5 separate regions of the Mus musculus genome follow, and all the other regions are linked to region 4. A link is a contact called in public HiChIP or PLAC-seq, capture Hi-C and promoter capture Hi-C data. All regions are on one chromosome and are shown on one strand. Each heading gives the region's core, a stretch centred on a gene start, on an enhancer-like site or on the middle of the called end of the contact. The rest is flanking DNA. Distances are from core to core; before and after follow the strand shown.

Region 1 (2,700 bases), core at 183-2,682, 980 kb before region 4:
GACAGCAACTGTCTGTGTGAATCCACAAGGAAGACTAGGGAGAGCGCCCTGGTTCTCAGACATCACCATCCCAAAAGCTACCAGGTCAGACAGCAGTTCAAAGGTCGATTTTCCATCGATGGATCTCTGCTGTGGAGGGCCTTCCTGGTTGCCACTCATCCACCACTTCACTCCACTGGATGACGCCTGTTCCAGTGCAAATGGAACGCTGGTCACAGTCGCTCTCACGGTGGTTGTTTGCTATAGTCCACTTTAATGTACACGCTATAAAAAGTAGGCTAAAATGTTCATTACTAGAGTGTTGTTGTTAAAGAACTCGCTTGTTTTTATATGGCATAATGTACACCCAGCTCTAAAAGATCTAATTGAGAAGAGCTTTTATTGTAACCCCAGATAGTCCTAGTTTCATCCTTTGTGTTTAGAATATTGATTTTTAATACGTGTATTAAGTAATGCTTCCATAATTCTGCCTCGCAAGCCATGAGAGCATGGTGGGTAAGGAGAAGCCACCATGTCCTCAACCATCCTTTACCTCTGCAGACAGCCTGTTCCTGGACATGCTCCTACCACAAGGCTTCCCTCCATTTCTTTTGTGCCTGCAACTCATTTATGGTCAACATCTGGGGCGGGGCGGGGGGACACACAAAAGCAGGGGACACTGACATCAGCCACTGAGAGGGGATCTCCTAAGGTGACAGCGCTCCCCTGGCTTGTATGCAGAGGGCGTGGGCTGAATCCAGCGCAGGGTCACCAGTCACCTGGGGGCCAACAATGGTGTTCTCAGGACTGCTACTGATGCCTGTGGGCTCCTCCTCAGAACCCTAGCGCATCCACAGTGGGAAGGAAATATGGGTGATTTCTAACTTAAACAAAATATTTACTCTTTTCATTACCAAACTATCCTCTGCAGCATCTCCATTTCTCCCCCTCCAGGTCGTCTCTGCGGGTGACCGCGACATTTGGTTAAGTATGGCTGCAGAGCACACACAGCAACAGGAGATCCCCTAGTCCACTCACAGGGTCCGGCCCCACCTGCACAGGGGCAAGGTGTGGCATTTGTAGGCTTTCCTGCTTCATGGCTGCTGTTTCTGCTGTACTTTTATTCTTGGGTTCAGGAAGTGCAAGGTGACAGAGGTTAATTACCAGCAGGGGGCTGGCCTGGAGCTGGGTCTTTAGGGAAAACTCTCCTTTCCAGGTGGCTCCCCAGCCACCACCACACACCACTCATCCCTACCATCCCTGGTGAGGTATTTCTGGTGGAGGAGCCTCGTGCTGGGCTCGCCATGCAGGACCCACTCTGAGTCTCTTTTGCATCAGAAATGGATTCTGATAACTTCTTTTTCAACAAATCAACAGTGGTCTAAGCACCAGCCTCTAGCTTCTGATTTTGAAACTCCTTAACACCAGGGCGTTAACACTTGGCAGATGACTGCTACTCTGAAAGTAGGCGGCCCAGCCAAGGCGGAGCCCAAGAGTGGGGCACCTGCCTGGTGTGGACCGGACCCTGGGTTCTAGCCCAGTACCATGAACAAACAAACAAAAAGAAGAGAGAGAAAAGTGGACAATCGCTCTTTTTCTTTCTTTTTAATCTAACTCAGCCCTTCAGAAATGCTTGAGATCATTAGAGGAGGAAACCCCGAGACCTCGATTCCCAAGGTGCCTCCAGTGCATTCAGCTATGGCTACGCCAGGGCAGCACCAGGGCAAAGGTCAACACCCTACGAGGGCCTCAGTTGATAGTGTTTGACTCTTTAAAACGCAAGTCTACCTAAATCATGGAACCTGGCCAGTGAGGGCAGAGAACTTAACATTGGAAAATACATTTTAGAAAAGTACAGGATCTTTCACGGGTGGGCGACTGCTGCACTCACCTTAGACCACGTGTTTGTTAAATATTCACAGTAATTGTAAATTCAGAAAAAGAAACCTTTGTATCTGCAAAGCCTGCATCTACTGAGTTTTAGCCCCAGGCTGGCTCAGTGCACGGCTCCAGTCAGAGCTGGTCTGTGAGCTCCTCCTCAGCAGCCCGTCGTCCTCAAGGGCAGCTACACCTTCAAGGTGGGCTGCAGGATCCCTTTCTCGGTGAGATGAATCTTCAGGGTTCTGTAGATATTTAACTGCTGTTCTGGTTGAAGCACTAACAGCTGCTGGAGCACTTTGCTGGGATTCGGACCCCTGGTGATGAAGCAGAGAAGACCCGTTCACACACTGTTCACACACACCGTTCACACACACCGTTTGCACAGTGAGCACACACTCCCTCCCAAAAACCCAGCTTTAAGCGCTGAGCAGCCACCTTTACAGAAGTGAGACAGCTCTTCACAAGCTCCAGCTGGGCGTGTCCAGTGCTCAAGAGAGGGGAGCAAAGGGCCAGAGCCACTCACTGCACCTTGAGCTGCACGGAGGAAGCAGAGCTGAGGTCCACAGACATTCTCTCAATAGACAACAAACCTTCAGAGCAGCGGACACAGGGCCAACCATAGGAGACATGTGAAAAAACTTAAACTTGTAGCTTCAGAGAGACTTGCAGACCATGTAAGGTACTTTGCTGAAGAAATACCCTTAGGGAACCATGATCGGTCACCTGAGAGACAAAGCGCAAAAGTCCTCCACCAAAGTCCTACCTGGGATGACCACAGGTGCCAGGGTGTTCTTCAAAGTCCTTGGGAGACCAAGAAGCAGGCCAAGCCCTGACCTCCCA
Region 2 (2,700 bases), core at 188-2,687, 900 kb before region 4:
AGAGTCAGATGTTCGCAGCCAACCATTGGACTGAGCATGGGGTCCCCAATGAAGGAGTTAGGGAAAGGACTGAAGGAGCTGAAAGGGTTTGCAACCTCATAGAAAGAACAACAATATCAACCAACCAGGCCCCTCCAGAGCTCCCAGGGACTAAACCACCAACCAAGGAATACACATGGAGGAACCCATGGCTCCAGCCGCATATGTAGTGGAGGATGGTCTTGTTGGATATTAATAGGAGGGGAGGCCCTTGGTCCTGTGAAGGCTTGATGCCCTAGAGTAGAGGAATGCGAGGGTGGGGAGATGGAAGTAGGTGGGTGGGTGGGATCACCCTCATAGAAGCTGGGGGAGGGTACATGGGATAGGGGTTTCTGGGGAGGGGAAATCAGAAAAGGGGAAAACATTTGAAATGTAAATAAAATGTACAATAATAATAATAATCAAAAGAACAGTGACGTGGTGTTTACTTGGGCAGCCTACTGTCTGGTGGCACCATGGCTGGAGAAGGGACTACAGGAGGGGAGACAGGACTAATGGAAGACTGGCAAGAGTATCTAGGCATCTGGAGAGGTACCTGCAAGGCATCAAGTAGTACTTCGTATACAGTGTCTTTAATCCACAGACTTACAGATTTTCCTGTTGATTTTCTGGATAAGGGCACGGAGAGTCACTTGAACAAGCTCAGACAAGAATCAGCAAGGAATAGCATCTGCAGCTGTACCTCGGCCTGTCTGCTCTGCTCCATGCGTCGATATCCGCATATGGCAAGTCGTAGGGAACTTTGCTGCCTATGAAGCAAGTGGTGACAGGAACCTGGACTTACTGGTTTTAAGAACTGGAATATTCACTTGGAAACCACTGCAAACAACAGGTATAAGAGAAATGTTGAGAAGGAGAAAAGTTAGAGGAGTTGCTTCTATGAAGGAATGTGTGAGCATTAGCTATACGTTATCTTCCATCAGAAACGCCAGGTGTTTTGATGATCTAATGTGCTTGGAGGAGTTATAATGGCAATTAGACACATACAAAGGTAGAGCTTTTGCCTTGCTTGGGCAAGGTCCTAGACCCAACCCCTGTGCTGCCCAAACATACGGCAGTTAGAACATCTACAACAAGCCAGCTAAGGGAATTTCATTCCAGATGCAGTACGAAATCTACAGGACTTTCATAAGAATTAGCTAGGATTGTGACACTATCTGTTGGCTCCAGGCCTGTTCCTGAGCACAGTAGCTTACTCAAGGGAACAATTCAATATTTATTTTTACAGTACTAAGTACTGTTGTTCTTACTATTGGATTTTTTTTTTTTTTTTGTGGTTCTGAGACTCAAATCCAAGGCTATGTGCACAGTAGGCAATCATTCTGCTACCGAGCTGCACACCCTGCCCCGTCCAATCTTGCTTCATCTCTTTTACATTGTAAGAGCTATCTTATGACTATAATTTAAATGAATCATAATTGAATAACCGGTAACTCTAAAATGGTTCTAGGGATATTTACTCTTGTACAACTATTACTTTAGTGTGTGTGTGTGTGTGTGTGTGTGTGTGTGTGTGTGTTAGGGTGCAGCAGAACAAACCAGGTTGAGCACAACACGCAGGGTTTTGCCCTATGTGCCTGAAATAATGGGTTTCCCCTTGGCTTAGAGACATAGGGCAGGCAGTGGGAGCAACAGCCTACTACAGAGCTGTACATCTGAATCGTGTCTGTCCTCACGTGCGCAGTGGTCAGGAACGTGGAGGAGAACTCCTGAGGAAAAGCCCTACCCACAGAGCTGATGAACTAATTTAGAGCTTCAGCGGTGGGAAGAAGATGGAATATTGCAGGCAGAGAGTGCAGTTAAAACTTATCTTGGACTCTCTTTGTCTTATTAAATAATTATTTCCTTGCCCAGCTCTGTGTCAGATCTAACATCACAACAGAAAGGAACCCCTAAGCTCTTCTGGAATGTATTCACTAAACACAGCCCTAGTTTTCCACCAGTCAGAGGGCTAACAGTGAGTCAGATGGCAGCCCAGGCCTGTAGCAGAGCTCTTGCGCTAACTTACCTACCTGACGTATCCATTAACATATGGGAAAAGTGGCTTGATTTGTGACTTCTCTCTGGAGTCTTACTATAAAAAGTTCATAAAATTGCGACTTCATTGAAATTCTGAACTTGGGGTAACCTGAATCTGTGTTCCCGAGTTGTGGTCACTCGCATTTGGTTCGAGAATAAAATATCTCTTGTTCCCTTTTAGGTAAGAGCTGTTCTTTGTGTCAAGGGGAAATATGAGACTACGGAATTCAGTTTGTGGATCTGGGCAATGGGGCGTGGCCCCGAAGTCTCAGGCTCCGCTAACGGGCCCCAGAGAGGGGAGGAGAGTCGTTTTTCACAACAGTGTCAGTGAAGCAAACCAAAACTTTGAGCTCAGTATCTACTGGGGAATAAATGTGTTTGTCAAGAGCGAGGGAACTGAAAAGAACTGTTTTCAGAGATTTAGTCCATTGTCATGGCGGGGAGCAAGGTGACATGCAGACGGACGTGGTGCTAGAAGAGCTGAGAGCTCTGCATCCAGATTGGCAGGCAGCAGGAAGGAAAGAGAGCCACTGGGCCTGTCTTGGGCCCTTGAAACTTCAACAACACCCCCAGTGACACACTTCCTCCGACAAGGCCACACCCACTCCGACAAGGCCACACCTCCTATTTTCCCTTATATAG
Region 3 (2,700 bases), core at 180-2,679, 920 kb before region 4:
CAAGTTCATCTGTGTAAGTTTTGGGAGGAACTTCCCCCTCAGTCACACTGCCAGAGAGCGTCAGAACAGCAAAAGGCAAAAGACAGAAAACAGAGAAGTTAGTTCCACTACCAAAAGGCAGAGAACTTGACCTTGGGCAACGCAAGTCCATTTGGGTTGTCTGTCTTTTGTGTCTGTTTGAGCCCCGGGCCAACCTTGAGCTGACTACAAAGCTGAGAATGATCTTGGCAGTCCTTGCCTCCACACCTACCCCCAAGTGCTGGGATGACGGCAGATACCACCACACTACATTCCACAAAACAGAAATCCAAGAATGATTCAAAAGTTTTGAGTCTCTCAAGCGAAGAGGAATTCTGTAAGCAAACTCGTATAGCAAATCTATTCTCTGGCCCAATTTCATAATCTACCAAGCTCATGCAGCCATAAAACTTTTATTATTTTTCCTCCTAAGTTCTTACTGGCACTGGTTTATCAGAAAACACACCTAAACGTTTGACTCTTCCTAGCTTCAATTATAATAGTGACCGTACATATCCGCATATTTTAAAATATGAAGCAAAGTTCATCTATTTTAAAGCGGGGGAGGAGTGGCGTGCTAAAAGTCTGGAATTAGCCTGTTCGGTTAAATGAAATCCACCGATGGGACAACTGCCTGGTTTGAGGCGCACTTACATGTTCCCCATATATGACAGCCTCAACCCTCCGAAATCTATCAGCCAGAAAAAAAGAACAGAGAAACGAAAGCGCAGCTTGGAGGAGCTCCAGAAGCCGGTCTGCGCCAGGCTCCAATGACAGGCTAGGACCCAAGGTGCCCGTCTTAAGTTTACTCCCAACTTTGTCGCCCTACCAAGGAAAGGCGAGAGAGGTGACAGCCACTAGACAGCCAGAGCGCCTGCGGGGACGGGTTCCATCCTGACCCCAGAACCAGGAGATCCGGGAAAGAAGCTAGAGTGCAGTCCGGTTCCGGAACGGCGGCCCGGCCGCGCACGCCCCGGGACAGAGGACGAGCAGGACCCCCCACGACACGCCCGCTCCAGGGGCGCGGCCCGGCCCCGCCGCACTCACTCACTTTGTCGCTGGTGCTCTCGGTTTCGTGGTCACCGCCGGCCGCCTCTCCCTCGCGGGGTGGCGGCGCCCCCGCTCCCCCAGGGCCGGGGCAGCCCCCGCGGTGCCGCAGCTCCAGCATGTCCCGCTCCCGCGTCGCTGGGCTGGCGTCGTCTAGCGCCCCGCCACCGCGGAGCCGCGCCGGGTCACCCCCAGAACGGCATCAACGAGCGAGCGCTCGAGGCCGCCGGCAGGGTGTGCGGACCGGCGCGGGCGGGGACGCGGCGCCGTTGCCAGGTGCGCCGTTCCACGCACTGGCCCCAGGGGGCGGAGGAGCAGCACGGCCCTCCCTCGCGCCTCGCGACCGCGCCACCCGGCCCGCCCCACCTTCCCGCCGCCGAGCTCCCGCAGCGCGGTCACGCGCCGCAGGCCCCGCCCCGCTCGCCCCTCCGCGCTGCACTGCGGTGCCCGAGGCCCCGCCCCGGGCGATGACGTCAATGCTCGGGCCCTGCCCCGGCTCCCTGGGCAGGTGGGGGCACGGAAAGGTACGCGAACGGCCGAGGACGAGGGACGAGCCAGGGACGGAGGAACGCGGGGGCGAGCCTGGGCGCCGCCGGGAAGTCCTCCTTGGCGCAGGGATGTCAGGCGGAGTTCAACTGACTCCTCCAAGGGACTCGGCCCTGCTTGACACGCCGCAGCGTGGCGGAGCGTCGCAGGCGTCCCCAAGCAGAAACTTGCTGGGCAGGACAGACCCGTTGGCTCTGCGTTCCAGCCAGTGCTTAACCTCCCTGGTGCCTGGGGATGAGTTGGCCAACAGTTTCAATATCGTACCCAGGTTCTGTACTGGGGAAACTCGGGGTTTTGAGTCTCTCAGAGAGTTTCTACCATAGGATCCACAGACAGCCTTTGATGCCCTAGGGCGCCGCTGCGGGGTACCTCTCTGAAAGACAAGGACCTTGGGACGCTAAAGGTGGAACAGGATGGACACATGATCTGGTTTAACTCTAGTCTAATCCTGTTAGCAGGTGCTTAGGGGGTTTTTTCACACATATTTGCGAGCTGGTCCTTAAAGGCCAAAGACACACATCCGTAATTCACACAAACCAGACAGAGGAGCACCTTTATTGTAATAAATCAACAATTTATCAGGTCATTACTAAAAATAAGTAATATGTTGTCCTTAAAGCCTCATAACTAACCAGCAAAACCAAACGTCAGAGGAGGATGCAATGAAAAACAGTAGACTCAGGTAGAGAGACACTTGCAGCCAAAACTGATAACCGGAATTCAATCCCCAACATGATGGACATAGAGAACTGCCTCCAGAAAGCTGTCCTCTGATCTCCACGCTGACACCCACACATATAAATAGATAAATATCATTTAAAACTAATGGAAGATATGAGATGGACGTGGTGTGGGTTTTCCATAAGGAACGGAAGACTGCTAGTAATTAGGTCAATTGATCTACATTGTTTTGGAGGGCCAGAGAAAAAGTACTTCTGGATACAAAGATAAAATGACCGTGGGGGTGGGGGGTGGGGGAGTAAGGGGTGGGGACCACAGAGGCTGGAATGGGTTGGCTCTGGCTGTTGATCCTACCCAGCAGAAAGGACCAGAGTTCCTTTCAACTTTCTTCCAGGAAGTTGAGGAGCC
Region 4 (2,700 bases), core at 158-2,657:
AATCCCCGTGACTACATTAAAATAAAATCTGATTCTTCAGCCGGGCACTCGGGAGGCTCGGGAGGCAGAGAGGCAGGCAGATTTCTGAGTTCGAGACCAGCCTGGTCTACAGAGTGAGTTCCAGGACAACCAGGGCTACACAGAGAAACCCTGTCCAGAAAAACCAAAAAAAAAAAAAAAAAAAAAAAAAAAAAAAAAAAAAATCAGATTCTTCTCTGCCACCCAGCCATTTGGTGTCTTATATTGGGCACCAAGTGGAACAGGATGCCTCTGTAGTCACAAAAGGACCTCTGAAACCTGGGGCTGTAAAAACTCAAGAGTGAAGTGACAGCCCGAGAGGCATAGTGGGTAATAAACCTGCTGATACAGCAAACGGCTGTCCTGGGGTTAATCTAGTAAGAAAAAAAAAAAAAAAAAAAAAAAAATAGTAGTGAAGAAGAAATACAGATAGAGGGATTCTTGTGAGGTGGGCTACTGTTCTTGACTGGTATCAGGCTGTCTTTCTCACTACAGCAGACCAGAAACTGAAATATTCTCTCGGGTCCCCGTTCCATCTCCACCCCGACCTCCCACCACTGACTGACCCCCTTGCCCAAATTGCTTTCACAGTTCAAAGCTCAACCCCTGCCACTCCAAGATCCGAAGTCCTCAGAGCAGCGGGAGCTCCACATCCTTTCCTGCACTCACCTCCAAGGTTTTCACCAGGATCTTCATGTAGATCTCCGAGATACCCAGGGATAATCCGAAGGCCGAGGGTAAAAGGATGAGGCCGCCCACCAGCGTCAGCCAGGTGGACAGGAGCTTCACCGCCAGGTCTGCGCCCTCCATGTCTCAGCACGCCCTCAGGAAGAGGTCCCCAGGAAAGCCGAGAGCGGTAGGTGTCAGAGTCCCAGGCAGTCCAGCCGCAGTTCGGAAAACACAGCGTCCAGCCCGGAGCCGGGCTCTGAGGAGTCTTTGCCGCCCGCCTCGTTCCCTTCAGCTCTGCGGAGCGAAGAGGAAAGGGAAGGCGAGAACTCTCAGAACTACTGCGATCTCCTTGCTTCCTCCCCTTGGGTCCCGGTTGGCCCCGCAAGCTCACTCTCTACTGGAGGCCCAGGCCAAGCTGTAGCCACGGCAGCCGGCTCAGACCTGAGTGTCTCTGGCGAGAAGACCCAGCTGGGTGACCTACGGGACACCCTAGTGCAGTCAGAGTGCATGGAGGCAGCCAGGAACGCGCCCCACCCCGGGCCTGATTTCCTCCGGGTAACGATTGCGACAACCCCGCGGTGACTCACCGAGGCCCTCCGGCAGCGAGGATCCCCGCAGGTTCCCTGCACCTCGGCGTGGGCTGCGGGCTATGCGGGTAGCCAGTGGCTTTCGGGCGCCGGGCTCCCTTTTTCTACACTCTACCCTTGCCCCACCCCCATCGCCACCCAACAGGGAGCTCCGGGGCATGACCGCGTCTCCCGGGCGCTGCTGCCTAGAGAGCCGCCGCCCTCCGCCCCGCCCCCCCGCACTCCCAGCAAAGGTTCTTTCGGTAGCAGACTTTCCATCTTCACCCACAGAACGGACCGCTGACGTCCCCGATCGCTGCGGAAGATCTTGTTTGTGAGCCTGCAACACGACCTCCTGGGAAGGGCTTTCGGGAGGAGGAAACTACTGAACAAGGGTGAGGCAGTCGCGCACCGTGGCTCGTGGCTCTCTCTTACCTCCTTCCTAGCTGCAGTCAGGGAAAGAAAGCTCGCCCGCTTTCTCTCTCTCCACAAGTCGCCTTAGCCACTCTGCCACCACCTCTCTAGCCACAAAATAGACCCAGAAATTCCAAGCGGTTGTGTCGCAGAAGACTGGAATTCCAGCACTTACGCTCGGGAATCTGCGACTGGAGAATTCCGAGGAGATGGGTCTGGGCTGTTTTGAGTTCCAACAGTCAGCTTAAGACTAAATAGGTAGATCCTTTATAGACCTTGCTTTAAAAGGGCAGGCGGACCGGTGAGCGGGCGAGGGGGAGGGGAGGACAGGACACCCTAGAGGCTGTTTGTCACTCCCCTCCCTGGAGGAGATTCCAGTCTAAGCTTCCCTAGCATCCGCCTACACCGACTGCAGAAAACGCTGCGCAAATACTAACCTTCACCTAACTGGCTAAGAGTTTCTCAGGGGTCCACGTCCCACGCCGCTGTGATGAACGGCCTTACTAGAACGAAGAAGGGAAAATCCTGCACGCGTATTCCACTGCAGGACAACCAGTTTTAACAATAAGCGTGAGAAAAGATATTGAGAGCAGCAGTTTGCAAAGCGACTGACTAGGATCCAAACCATCACCGAGTCGGCCCTCAATTCTTAGAAGGACCAAACTCTTACTGTTGACAGTCGGGAGTCAGTTTGGGAGCTGGAAAAAGTGAGAGAGCTAGCAAAATGAACTGAAAGTATTTACAGCAAATATTGCAGAGAAAGCTGCCCTCACCTCCAGAAGGGGTGGAGGAAGAAGGAAGCCGGCCTTAAAGACTGTACAAGTTTGTTCTCTGAGCCTCCTGCCAGGTAGGTGTAAGACACTTTTCCCACTAAGAAGGGGGAAGGGGAGGACAATGAAGTTATGAAGGAAACGGAGCTTACTCTCAAAACAGCTTCTGGGGTCATTGAGGTGGCTCATCAACAAAGTTGCCTGATGCCAGTCAGCTAGGATGACCCGTCAATCTTTGGACACCACCACTACCCCCCCCCCCC
Region 5 (2,700 bases), core at 51-2,550, 860 kb before region 4:
ACTGTTGCCTGCCATCCCAGCACTCAGGAGGCTGAAGCAGGAGGATCATGAGATTGTAGCTAGTCTGGGCTACATAGCTAGCCTGTCACTTGAAAACCACAGACACTCCAAAACTACCATCCATCTTCCCTTCACCTGTCTCTCCTTTTGGAAGCAAGATCTAGAGTCTGCTGTGGCTAAAAGCGCCTGCACTCACTTGGGCCTGTAGGTGCCTGGTGCATTGCAGAGGGCAGAAGCAGACGTGGCCATATACTGTGACTCTCTTGTTCTGAAACATTTTCCCCTTCAGTCACCTAGAATTCTAGGTGGATAGACAAACACCTTGTACAAGAGTTGACAGTGTGTCCAGGCAACTGCAACTTCCTTACTGTGCTTTTACTAATCCCTAGACAAGGATCAGCCAGACCAGAGTGTAACCAAGACTGACCAATGGCATGTGTTTCCTCTGATTCCTGGATAATTTTCCTTGCCTGGATAATTCGGGGGCTCTTGACTGCCCCGCTGAACAGCACTGACAGGAGCAGCTGCCCTTCCTTCCTGCTGTGGTTTTACTGACTAAATGTCCTTTCCTGGTTTTCACACCTACTTTCTCTGGGTTTGGAGGTGAGTGGCTGGACCCAATATGTTGGAATACCCAGTGTCAGGGCCCTGACCAAGGATTGCAGTAGTATTTATACACATGTACACACACACACATATGCACACGCGCACCCTCCCACCCATCCCCCAGGAACACACCTCTCCTACCCTGGAATGTCACACGGTAACAATGGCAACGCAGGAAGAGGAAGGAACCTGGAGAACGCTCTCCTCAGTGCCCTAGTTCGTCACAGACGGGTCCTTGCAGCGTCATCTCTGGACATTCTGAGGAGTGGTATGCTAGAGGAAGGAGGGACCTCAGGGGCAACCAGCTTCTAGGTAGCAGAAGGGATCAAATTCTCAAACCGTTAGTGTGAGAGAGCAACACAAACTTCTGCTGTGAGGTGGATCTCACCACAGGCCCAGGCTGAGCGTGACCTAGGGCTGGTGCCTCTGAAGCAGGAGACAGCACAAGGTTTTCCACATTTCCTCGGGTATTTTGTTGCGGTGACGACAGATGGACTCACACCTCCGCTTTATCCTGTCGCTTTACTATTTGTTCGCCCTGTATTTCTGTGACCTGCTTACAGTTATATTTTCTTTCAGACTTTAACAGCTACCACCTCAGCCAGTTCAGGTGCAGTGTTTAGTGGCGGTCATGGCTTCCACGCCACCGCCACTGCTGACTCATCAGCTCCTCAGACCCCATGCACGCATGCGCTCACGCCCACGCACGCTCTTTCTGAGCCTTTTAAAGGAAAATACCTCTCTTTTTGCCCCTGTGTACTTTAGTGTATGTTTCTCTCTCTCTCTCTCTCTCTCTCTCTCTCTCTCTCTCTCTCTCTCTCTCTCTCTCTCTCTCTCTCGCTCTCTCTCTCACTCTCCCCCTCCCCTCCCCCTCCCCCTCCCCTCTCCCTCCCCCTCCCCCTCCCCCTCCCCCTCCCCCTCCCCCTCCCTCTCCCTCTCTTACCGGTAATCTAGCCCAATAAATTTACACTGTGCCATACTCTGAAATTGCTCATTCAGATTTCAGTTTTGTCCATTCTCCTAAAAAATGAACTTTCGGCCATTTTATCCTTCCTGGACAGAATCGGGAGAGAAATGTGTATTGCATTAAGTTGTCAAATGCTTATACCTTTAATTTGTATTTCCATGGCCTTTATCTTTTATGATTTGGACAGCTTTTTGGTTTTATTTATGCTTTTGTATGGCTGGGCTTGAATCCTCACTAAACCTTGTGTGATTTAGGCACGTGCTCTGCCGTTGAACTTCGTCTCTGACCCTGATTTGGTTGTGTCGAAGATTACTGTCCCCTCTTTCAATGAGTCAGGGCATTCGTCGTCTGGCTTTTCTGCTTGTCCTTGTGGTCAGCCCGCATTATGAGGAGGGACATGTCTCACGTGAGACTCTTCTGAAGCCTGCACCTGGAGTCATACCAGAACCATCTGCTCCTTGGCTGAGTTACCTGAGCTCAGCAGATCAAGAACTAACCTAGCTTCTCCCTGTGGGATTTTGATTACGGTTGCTTCCCTTGAAGCTATGATGCAAGAGGAGGGAAGAAAACACCAGTCTTGATCAAAAGTTCTCTCTGGGTTAGAATCCATCGGTGTACTTCACGTGATCCAGTCTCTCTGTGATAAAACTGTGGAACCTTCCTTGTGAATGCCAACACTCTTGTTTTTACTAATGTGCCCCTAGCAGTCTCCTGCTGGAGAGATCCTGGACTAATATCCCTTTTCTGTCAGTGTGATCAATATCTGGACCAAAGGCAAATTTAGGAGGAGAGCGTTGCTGTGCCTTATGACTCCAGAGGGGAGTCCAAGAGGACAAAGAAGGAGGGCTGCTGATCATCACTGTCTATCCACACACAGGAAGGAGGGCAGGAAAGGAGAGAGAGAGAGAGAGAGAGAGAGAGAGAGAGAGAGAGAGAGAGAAGGAGGGCTGCTGATCATCACTGTCTATCCACACATAGGAAGGAGGGAAGGAAAGGAGAGAGAGAAAGAAGGGAGGAGAGGGGAGAGGGAGAAAGAGAGAAAGGAGGGAAGAGAGAGAGGGGGGGAAGGGGAGGGAGAGAAAAAGGAGGGAGGGGGAGAGGAGAGAAACACATAGAGAAAGACGGAG

Evidence for each region. Promoter capture Hi-C pulls out the DNA fragments that hold promoters and counts their contacts. HiChIP or PLAC-seq counts read pairs in DNA pulled down with a chosen protein or histone mark. Capture Hi-C pulls out chosen DNA fragments and counts their contacts.
Region 1: a contact with region 4 is called in a promoter capture Hi-C map of embryonic stem cells, with 4 times the contacts expected there. The contact joins the enhancer-like site here to the promoter of Gpat3 in region 4. A contact is called at or near these places in 5 of 39 promoter capture datasets (the 3T3-L1 cell line, embryonic stem cells and hippocampal neurons) and 4 of 115 datasets of contacts at active chromatin or transcription factors (craniofacial prominence, embryonic stem cells and large pre-B cells).
Region 2: a promoter capture Hi-C map of embryonic stem cells shows a contact between it and region 4, with 6 times the contacts expected there. The contact joins the enhancer-like site here to the promoter of Gpat3 in region 4. A contact is called at or near these places in 11 of 39 promoter capture datasets (the 3T3-L1 cell line, 3T3-L1-derived adipocytes, the HPC-7 cell line and 7 more) and 5 of 115 datasets of contacts at active chromatin or transcription factors (embryonic forebrain, embryonic midbrain, embryonic stem cells and 1 more).
Region 3: a contact with region 4 is called in a capture Hi-C map of embryonic stem cells, with 4 times the contacts expected there. The contact joins the promoter of Cds1 here to the promoter of Gpat3 in region 4. A contact is called at or near these places in 11 of 39 promoter capture datasets (the 3T3-L1 cell line, 3T3-L1-derived adipocytes, the HPC-7 cell line and 7 more), 1 of 484 Hi-C or Micro-C datasets (embryonic stem cells), 5 of 115 datasets of contacts at active chromatin or transcription factors (SST interneurons, embryonic hindbrain, embryonic midbrain and 2 more) and 2 of 9 other capture datasets (adipose tissue and embryonic stem cells).
Region 5: an H3K27ac HiChIP or PLAC-seq map of embryonic stem cells shows a contact between it and region 4, with 7 times the contacts expected there. The contact joins the promoter of 9430085M18Rik here to the promoter of Gpat3 in region 4. A contact is called at or near these places in 14 of 39 promoter capture datasets (the 3T3-L1 cell line, cranial neural crest, embryonic stem cells and 6 more), 2 of 484 Hi-C or Micro-C datasets (the AML12 cell line and cortical neurons), 8 of 115 datasets of contacts at active chromatin or transcription factors (craniofacial prominence, embryonic forebrain, embryonic stem cells and 4 more) and 2 of 9 other capture datasets (embryonic stem cells and pancreatic islet).

What each region holds. Positions count from the first base shown.
Region 1 is chr5:101,820,908-101,823,607 of GRCm38.p6, reverse strand. It overlaps Cds1 (CDP-diacylglycerol synthase 1), which reads right to left. Exons shown (of 13, transcript NM_173370.3): 13 at 1-2,174. The coding sequence ends at 2,045. Among named protein-coding and RNA genes, the nearest start is that of Gm20548, 3.9 kb to the left of the region's middle. Within about 2 kb of position 1,432, at least 11 of the 459 cell types and tissues checked have an H3K27ac peak or open chromatin away from gene starts, as enhancers often do. A contact at or near this core is called in embryonic stem cells, where this site is marked.
Region 2 is chr5:101,740,683-101,743,382 of GRCm38.p6, reverse strand. Gm42134 reads left to right here. Exons shown (of 6, transcript XR_880489.2): 3 at 657-871. All of the region lies in intron 2 of 9430085M18Rik (a long non-coding RNA gene), which reads right to left. Among named protein-coding and RNA genes, the nearest start is that of Cds1, 23 kb to the left of the region's middle. Within about 2 kb of position 1,437, at least 17 of the 459 cell types and tissues checked have an H3K27ac peak or open chromatin away from gene starts, as enhancers often do. A contact at or near this core is called in embryonic stem cells, where this site is marked.
Region 3 is chr5:101,763,859-101,766,558 of GRCm38.p6, reverse strand. Cds1 (CDP-diacylglycerol synthase 1) reads right to left here and starts at 1,429. Exons shown (of 13, transcript NM_173370.3): 1 at 1,070-1,429. The coding sequence starts at 1,186. Gm42134 reads left to right here and starts at 1,296. Exons shown (of 6, transcript XR_880489.2): 1 at 1,296-1,589; 2 at 2,687-2,700.
Region 4 is chr5:100,844,936-100,847,635 of GRCm38.p6, reverse strand. Gpat3 (glycerol-3-phosphate acyltransferase 3) reads right to left here and starts at 1,407. Exons shown (of 13, transcript NM_172715.3): 1 at 1,275-1,407; 2 at 688-981. The coding sequence starts at 828. It overlaps Gm46917 (a long non-coding RNA gene), which reads right to left and starts at 77. Exons shown (of 2, transcript XR_001784903.1): 1 at 1-77. It also overlaps a transcript of Abraxas1 not described here.
Region 5 is chr5:101,702,149-101,704,848 of GRCm38.p6, reverse strand. It overlaps 9430085M18Rik (a long non-coding RNA gene), which reads right to left and starts at 1,300. Exons shown (of 3, transcript XR_001785073.2): 1 at 739-1,300.